Regions from separate parts of the Oryctolagus cuniculus genome. Here region 2 is linked to region 1. Evidence: chromatin contacts called from public Micro-C data. All regions are on one chromosome and are shown on one strand. Each heading gives the region's core, a stretch centred on a gene start, on an enhancer-like site or on the middle of the called end of the contact. The rest is flanking DNA. Distances are from core to core; before and after follow the strand shown.

Evidence for each region. A called contact is a pair of places that touch in the nucleus more often than the background predicts.
Region 2: a Micro-C map of ear pinna shows a contact between it and region 1, with 7 times the contacts expected there. The contact joins the enhancer-like site here to the promoter of NEK9 in region 1. A contact is called at or near these places in 5 of 6 Hi-C or Micro-C datasets (ear pinna, liver, psoas muscle and 2 more).

The regions. Positions count from the first base shown.
Region 1 is chr20:21,178,391-21,182,158 of mOryCun1.1, reverse strand. It overlaps NEK9 (NIMA related kinase 9), which reads left to right and starts at 2,037. Exons shown (of 22, transcript XM_002719640.5): 1 at 2,037-2,419. The coding sequence starts at 2,201. LOC138847225 (a long non-coding RNA gene) reads right to left here and starts at 1,848. Exons shown (of 2, transcript XR_011384932.1): 1 at 1,731-1,848; 2 at 1,195-1,347.
Region 2 is chr20:21,335,092-21,338,859 of mOryCun1.1, reverse strand. No RefSeq gene overlaps it. Among named protein-coding and RNA genes, the nearest start is that of FOS, 19 kb to the right of the region's middle. Within about 2 kb of position 1,644, at least 2 of the 8 cell types and tissues checked have an H3K27ac peak or open chromatin away from gene starts, as enhancers often do. A contact at or near this core is called in ear pinna, where this site is marked.

The sequences.
Region 1 (3,768 bases), core at 788-3,287:
GCTTTGGATCAGCACAGCTCCGGCCATTGCAGCCATCTGGTGAGTGAACCAGCGGATGGAAGACCTCTCTCTCTGTCTCTACCTCTTTCTGTAACTCTGTCTTTCAAATAAATAAAATCTTTTAAAAAAAAACAACACTTCTGATTTTGATTTTTTTTCCATTCTTTCAACCCAAAACACCATTTATTGTGCACCTATATGGTGAACAGAATCAAAAGTTAACAGAGTAACAACCGGGACTAGAATCCGGTGTGCCGGTGCCGCAAGGCGGAGGATTAGCCTAGTGAGCAGCGGCGCCGGCCCAGTCTTACCTTTAGTGTTTTACCCCATTCTACCAAATCTGTCTTCTTCCTATATTTTGCTGTCCATGTCTTGTTTTATACATACCCCAACAACCAAATCGCAACTGGTCGGAGTTCTAAATACTTCTGAGTTGGCTCCCCCCAACCCCCACTTTCATTTACCTGAAGGTGGGGGGGGATCTCCCATATGCTGGTTCACTCCCTAAATGCTTATAACAGACAGGGCAGGGCCAGACCAGAGGCAGGAGGGAACGCAGAACTCCATCCAGGTCTCCCGTGTGGGTAGCAGGGAACCAACTACCTGGGCCATGAACTTCTGCCTCCCAGGATGCATTAGCAGGGATCTGGATCACAAGCAGAGGTGCTGGGACTTGAACCAGAACTCAGATACAGAATGCGGGTGTCCCCGGCAGCGGCTTCACCTGCTCTACCACAAAGCTCACTCCAGGTGCGTTCCTTACACATGCACCTCTTCTCAGGGTATAAATTGCCCCCAGGATTTGTCCTCCACAGGGCCATCAGAGTTCTTTGTAACATTGAATTTTGGGCGGCGCCGCGGCTCACTAGGCTAATCCTCCGCCTTGCGGCCGGCACACCAGGTTCTAGTCCCGGTCGGGGTGCCGGATTCTGTCCCGGTTGCCCCTCTTCCAGGCCAGCTCTCTGCTGTGGCCCGGGAGTGCAGTGGAGGATGGCCCAAGTGCTTGGGCCCTGCACCCCATGGGAGACCAGGAGAAGCACCTGGCTCCTGGCTTCGGATCAGCGCGATGCGCCGGCCGCAGCGCGCCGGCCGTGGCGGCCATTGGAGGGTGAACCAACGGCAAAGGAAGACCTTTCTCTCTGTCTCTCTCTCTCACTGTCCACTCTGCCTGTAAAAAAAAAAAAAGCTTTGTGAACATCATCTAGAACTTCCCCCATACACTCCCCTGATCCTCAAAACCTCAAACCTGAGGCCCTGCTCCCGCCACGTGGCTTTCTCCTGGCCCCACATCTTTCCCTTCCACGGCTCCGAAGCCAGACTGAAGTCACCCCGCGTAACCTCATGTTTCTGTAAAATGGGAACAGAAGTGAGGATTAGGTGGCGTCATACACAGAAGCACCCTCGGCACGATGCCCAGAGCAGAACACCCAGCAGATGCTGCCCGCTGTCCCTGCGCGGTGGGTCCCAGGGCCACAGCCTGACTGTGGAAACCAGGCTTGCAGGAGGGAAGCTTCCCACGGGGGCAGGACGGCCAGGTGCGCAGCCGGGCAAAAACGCACCGGCGAATGCCGAATCTGGCCAAAGAGGAGGGGAAGAAGAGGGTCGGGAGACTCCACTTAAAATAGTTTGAGAGCTGGAACGGAAGAGGGAGCTCTGGGAGAAAGAACCGGGCGCACAAACTGGCTACCGGGCCAATATTTGAGCTTGTTATAACGCCTCTCGGTACTCACTGCAAGCTTTCTAATCCTTGCCAACCCTGCAGGAACCGGCTCCCCAGTCACCACTCCGGGGACAGGGCTGCCGCCAAGATGGACCCCAACGACCTCTGTGGGGGCTGGCCAGTGGCAGGGTGCCGTGGGAACGGCCCACACGCTCAGCACGGCGTCCCACCGCTGACGCCTTTGCCCGCGCGTGGGCCCTTCGCTGCCCTGCGGCCCCCCGCGCGGCGCCTCACTTCTCCCGCTGTTCCCGAGGGCGGGAAGCCTCGGCCGCCGGATTCATCGAGTGGGCAAACGAAGGCGGAGAAACCGCCGGCCGGGGCCGGAAGCACCGAGAACTGCTTCCGGGTCAGGGGGCAGGAGCCACCATGGAGCCTTGCGGGGCTGCGAGGCTGACGGAGCCGCGGGCCGGCGTCTGAAGCGACCGCGGGCAGCGCCGCCGGGGACACGCAGGCTGGTGCCGGAGGCCCGCGGCCGCCGCCATGTCGGTTCTGGGCGAGTACGAGCGACACTGCGATTCCATCAACTCGGACTTTGGGAGCGAGTCCGGGGGTGGCGGGGAGCCGAGCGCGGGGCCCAGCGCCAGTGCGGGGCCGCGAGCCGGCGGCGGCGCGGCGGAGCAGGAGGAGCTGCACTACATCCCCATCCGCATCCTGGGCCGCGGCGCCTTCGGGGAGGCCACGCTGTACCGCCGCACCGAGGTAGCGGCCTGCGCTCCGGCCGCCGCCGGGCCGCCCAGCCCCTGCTTCCCCGCCCCGGCTTCCCCCGCGTCGCGCCTCGCCCTCGCTCAGTGTGCAGGCGCCCGCAGGGCATGCGTCTCGGTCTCCACCGCTTTCCACTCAGCTGCACTAGGAATTAGCGAGCTCACTGCTGTTCCTGCCTGGGCGTTTTTAGTTTAACGCGGGGCGCTGACCAAGTCCGTGAATCATCCTTGAACCTTCTTTTCCCCATCTGTAAAATGGACCCAGCGATAACTGCTTTAAAAATCCTTTCTTTCCGCCACCCCCCAAAGATTATTTTGAGAGTCAGACGAAAGTGCTTTGCAGAGTGACCTCCGATTGTGAGCTTTTGCAAAAACTTCCTTCCTGTCACTCCGTAGAGCTCTCCAAGGCCGAGGTGGGGAGGAGGGGCGTAGCTTCAAAACACCCACCCCAGTAGCCACTCCACTGGCTTTGCCATTCTTCAGTACAGAAGTGTGCACGCTGTTGGGCTTTTTCTTGATCGTTGGTTAGATGGTCATATGTTGGTTTCTTCAGTGTTTATTTTGCAACACTTCTACCCGGCAAATACTTTATGGTGTATTCTAAGCTGCTGGCCTTTACTCTTGCGGGAGACAAGGACTCTTGAGAACCTGGATAATCTCCCCTCTCCCCTCTCCCCGTCCACATTTTCACACTTGCAGATCCTGGGGAGAAATGCAGGGGTCACTGACTCCCAAGTAGAGAAGGTACACTTCTCTACACCCCTGCATTGCTGATGCTGCCTCCAAAAGCTAAACCGAATTGAGTTTGCCAAGTCCTCAAAGTCTAGCTTTGGGATAAGTATTTAACGAAGACTTGTTGGGATTGCTGAAGGTGATTCATCAGCTGGTGAGCCACCCGCGGTTCTGGTGTGTGTGCCACGCCAGCAGACACTGAAAGGTGGAGGAGAGATGATTTAAGAGAATATTTTGGGTGTGTGGTGGTGTGTTTTTTTTTTTGGGGGGGGGGGGAGAGGGTGGGAGTTTTCAGAGACAAATAGAGAAAGCTCCCCAAATGCCTGCAATTGCTGGGGTTGGGCCCTGTGGAAACCCAGAGCCTGGAGCTCAGCCCAGCCTCCCTTGTGAGAGGCAGGGGCCCCTGCCATCGCCGACTGTTGCCTCCCAGGGCCTGCATCAGCAGGAAGCCAGAATCCTGCCAGAGGCAGGTGTTGAACCCTGGCGCTCTGATAAGGGATATGAGCTTCTCAACCGCCAAGGCCAAGCACCCACACCTCACATGTTCTTTTATCCTAATGCCACATTGATAGATGATGTTGGCGTTACTAGTATTGTTATTCTTAGTAATTGCTT
Region 2 (3,768 bases), core at 395-2,894, 160 kb before region 1:
CTGACCCACTGCCCATCCACGACTTATTCCTAAAAGTTCCTTCATGCTATTAGAATCTGTGTGCCCATTTGTTTTTAGCCAAAAAACTTGTCCCGAAGAATTTTGTTTGAAAATGTGCACATGCAGTAGGTCATACCTGTAGGCGCCGGCAGGGGGCGCACAGAGACTTAACCTTAAGCGTGCGCGCTCCAGAGGCGCCAGCACACAGGCTCGCTGGGTGACCTGGGGACCCTGGGCCCTGACATCACCCTGGAGTTTGCTAGGGATGCAGAATCTCAGACCACGCCCCACACCTCTTGCCTGGGGATTTTCGTAAGAAGACGCGTCAGTCATTTATACGCACTTTACAGTTCGCGGAGGGCTGGTTGGAAGTGTCTGGGCGGAGGCAGAGGAGGGGAGGGTGGGACTGGAGGGGCGGGGCGTTTGGCAGTGCTAAGGCTGCAGCCTGGGTTCCTGTGTCCCCTATCAGAGTGGCTGGGTTCAAGTGCAGCTCTGCTCTCCATCCCAGTTCCTGCCAATGCGCACCCTGGGAGGCAGTGGCGATGGCTTAGTACTGGGGTCCCTGCCACCATGTGAGACTCACTGAGTTCTGGGTTCCCGGCTTCCACCTGGCCCAAGCCCTGGCTGTTGTGGCATTTGAAGAGGGATCCAATGTAGGAACCAATGTCTGTGTGTCATGCTGCCTTTCAAATAAATAAAAGTAAATAAGTAAATTTTAAAAAGATGGACTTGAAGCCACCAGAGGGAAGTCAAAGCACCTCACAGGCCACCGACGAACAGGCTTTCCCTTCTCCCACTTCAAATCACTCACTGAGGGGCCGGCGCTGTGGCCTAGCAGGCAAAGCTGCTGCCTACAGGGCCGGCATCCCATATGGACACCAGTTCAAGTCCTGGCTGCTCCACTTCTGATCCAGCTTCCTGCTAATGTGCCTGGGAAAGCAGTAGAAGATAGCCCAAGCCTTTGGGCCCCTGCACCTGTGTGGGAGACCTGGAAGAAGCTCCTGGCTCCTGGCTTTGGTTCAGCCCAACTCTGGCCATTGCAGCCATTTGAGGAGCGAAACACCAGATGGAAGATATTCTCTCTCTCTCTCTCTCTCTCTCTCTCTCTCTCACACACACACACACACACATTCTCTCTCTCTCTTTCCTCTTACCTTCTCTTTGTGTCTATAATTCCACCTTAAAATAAATAAATCTTTTTTAACAATGCTTATTGAGCACCTACTATGTGCTGAGGTTTGGGGATCCAACAATGATCAGAAATACCAGCGTTCATTCGTGCCCCCATAAGGCTTTCAGCTTAGTGGGGACTCGGGGTGCCTGATCCTGCAAGCACATGCAGCCAGCGGCCTCGACCTTGCCCTGCAGGTGCAGAGAGAGGCCTGTGGGAGAGTAAAGGAAGGGGAGGGGAGGGAGGAGGAAGGGGAGAGGGAGGAGGGGGAGGGCTGGTTTATGGCAAACGCTCAGGGATGGCCTCTCTGCAGAAGTGAGCTTTAAGCCTGGGGCTGAGGGACGCCTGGGAGCCAGCCAGGAACAGAGGAGGCGTTGCTGGCAGGGAGGACAGAATGTACAAAGGTCACACCACAGGGAGGAACGTGGCAGCTCAAGGAACTGAAAGAACGGCCTGGAGTGATGCAAGACACGGCCACGGCCAAGGGGGAGGCGGCCGGCAGCAGCCCCTGGGGACCAGGGACGGAGGACGCAGGCTCCACCTCCTGGCACCCAGGTCTCTTCCACAGCTCCTCCTCCCAGGGGCCCAGGTGGACAGGTCACTTCTGTCCATCAAGTTTCCACCTCCCTTGCTGCCTGCTTTCTCCTCTGCCCAGGCTGCCCTCCCCTTGTCACTGTCAGCTCTCCCCGCTGCATCCCCCTCCCCCTCCCCTTCTCCAGGGAATCCTGCTCAACTTCTCCTCCCAACTTGCCCCAGCAACTCAGCCTCCACCTCCAAGACGCCCTCATTCCCTGAAAGACGACCTGCGCTGTGCCAGGGCCGGGCACGTTCCCTGCAGTTTGCACAAACGTCACAGCGGTCTTGTCGGATCGCTACCACCTTCCCAGTGTCACGGTTCAGGAACCTGCGGTGTGGAGAGGCTGCTGTGGTTGGAGATGGGTCGTCCCTGCTGAGACTCATGTTTTAAATTTGGTTGCCGAGGCCAGCATTCTGGTGTAGCAGTTAAAGCCACCATCTACAGTGCCAGCATCCCACATGGGCACCCTTTAGAGTCCCGGTTGTTCCACTTCCGATGCAGCTCCCTGCTAATGCACCTGGAAAGCAGTAGAAGATGGCGCAAGTGCTGGGGCCCCTGCACCCATGTGGGAGACCTGGAAGAAGCTCCTGGCTCCTAGCTCTAGCCATTGTGGCCATTTTGGGTGTGAACTATCAAATGGAAAATCTCTCTCTCTCCTCCTCTCTCCATAATTCTGCCTTTCAAATAAAATAAAAATATTTTTAAAAAAAGGAATTTGAGGCCAGCGCTGTGGCTCACTTGGCTAATCCTCCGCCTGCAGTGCCGGCACCCCGGGTTCTAGTCCCGGTTGGGGCGCCAGATTCTGTCCCGGTTGCCCCTCTTCCAGGCCAGCTCTCTGTTGTGGCCAGGGAGTGCAGTGGAGGACGGCCCAGGTCCTTGGGCCCTGCACCCCATGGGAGACCAGGAGAAGCACCTGGCTCCTGGCTTCAGATCAGCACAGCGCCGGCGGTGGTGGCCATTACAGAGTGAACCAACAGGAAGACCTTTCTCTCTGTCTCTCTCTCACTGTCTCTCTCTCTCTCTCTCTCTCTCTCTCTCTGTCTCTCTCTCTCACTAACTCTGCCTGTCAAAAAAAGGAATTTGATTGCCGCTGCAGTGCAGCGAGGAGGCAGGTGCTTCAGGAGGGATGAATGCATTTCTCCCGAGACTGGATTTGTCCCCTCCGGGTGGGAGTTACATGGTGTCAGGTCTCCCCAGCCCCGCCATCGCCTCCTCCTACTTGCTCTTCCACTCTCTGCTGCAAGGACCTCACCAGAAGCTGAGAAGGTTCTAGAGCCATGTTCTTGGACTTCTAGGGCCATGAGGCAAAATAAACCTTTTTGAATGCTTATTTATTTTTCATCTATTTGAAAGGCAGAGAGAGAATGAATGAACGAATGAATGAAGCCATGGGCTCACTCCCCAGGTGGCAGCAACAGCTGGTGCTGGGTCCGGCTGAAACAGGAGCCAGATACTCCAGTTCTCTAAGCCCTTGAGCCATCATCTGCTGCCATCCAGGGTGCATTAACAGGAAGCTGGAGCCAAAGTGGAGCAGCCAGCACTCTGATGTGGGACGCCTTAGCCCGCTGTGCCACGACAGCCACTCCCTCTTTTTAAATGAATTACCCAGTCTCAGGTATTGTGTTCTTGCAACATAAAACGGACTAAGAGGGTGGTTTCCCCAAGGTTACACAGCTAGAAAGCGCTGGAGCCAACCCCAGCTTCCGGTTGGACACCAGGGACTGCGCGTGGCATCCGACCCTGTGCTACACGGCTGCATTTCAAAAGCCTTAAAGCGCAAGCCTTCCAATCGCCCCCTCGTGACCAAATAACCTTGGATGGCCACCAAATTTAGTCTTAAAGACGTTTGCGGCATGTTTATAATGGTGAAGGAGTTTCTCACTGTGGGGAGCAACTCGGACTAGACTAAGTTACTGGAATTAAGACTTATTCTATGCATCTGCTCTCCCACAATATGGCGCTGGGAGAGGAGTAAACAGCTTCTACACAGCTGCCTCCAGTTCGACCAATAAACTGCAGG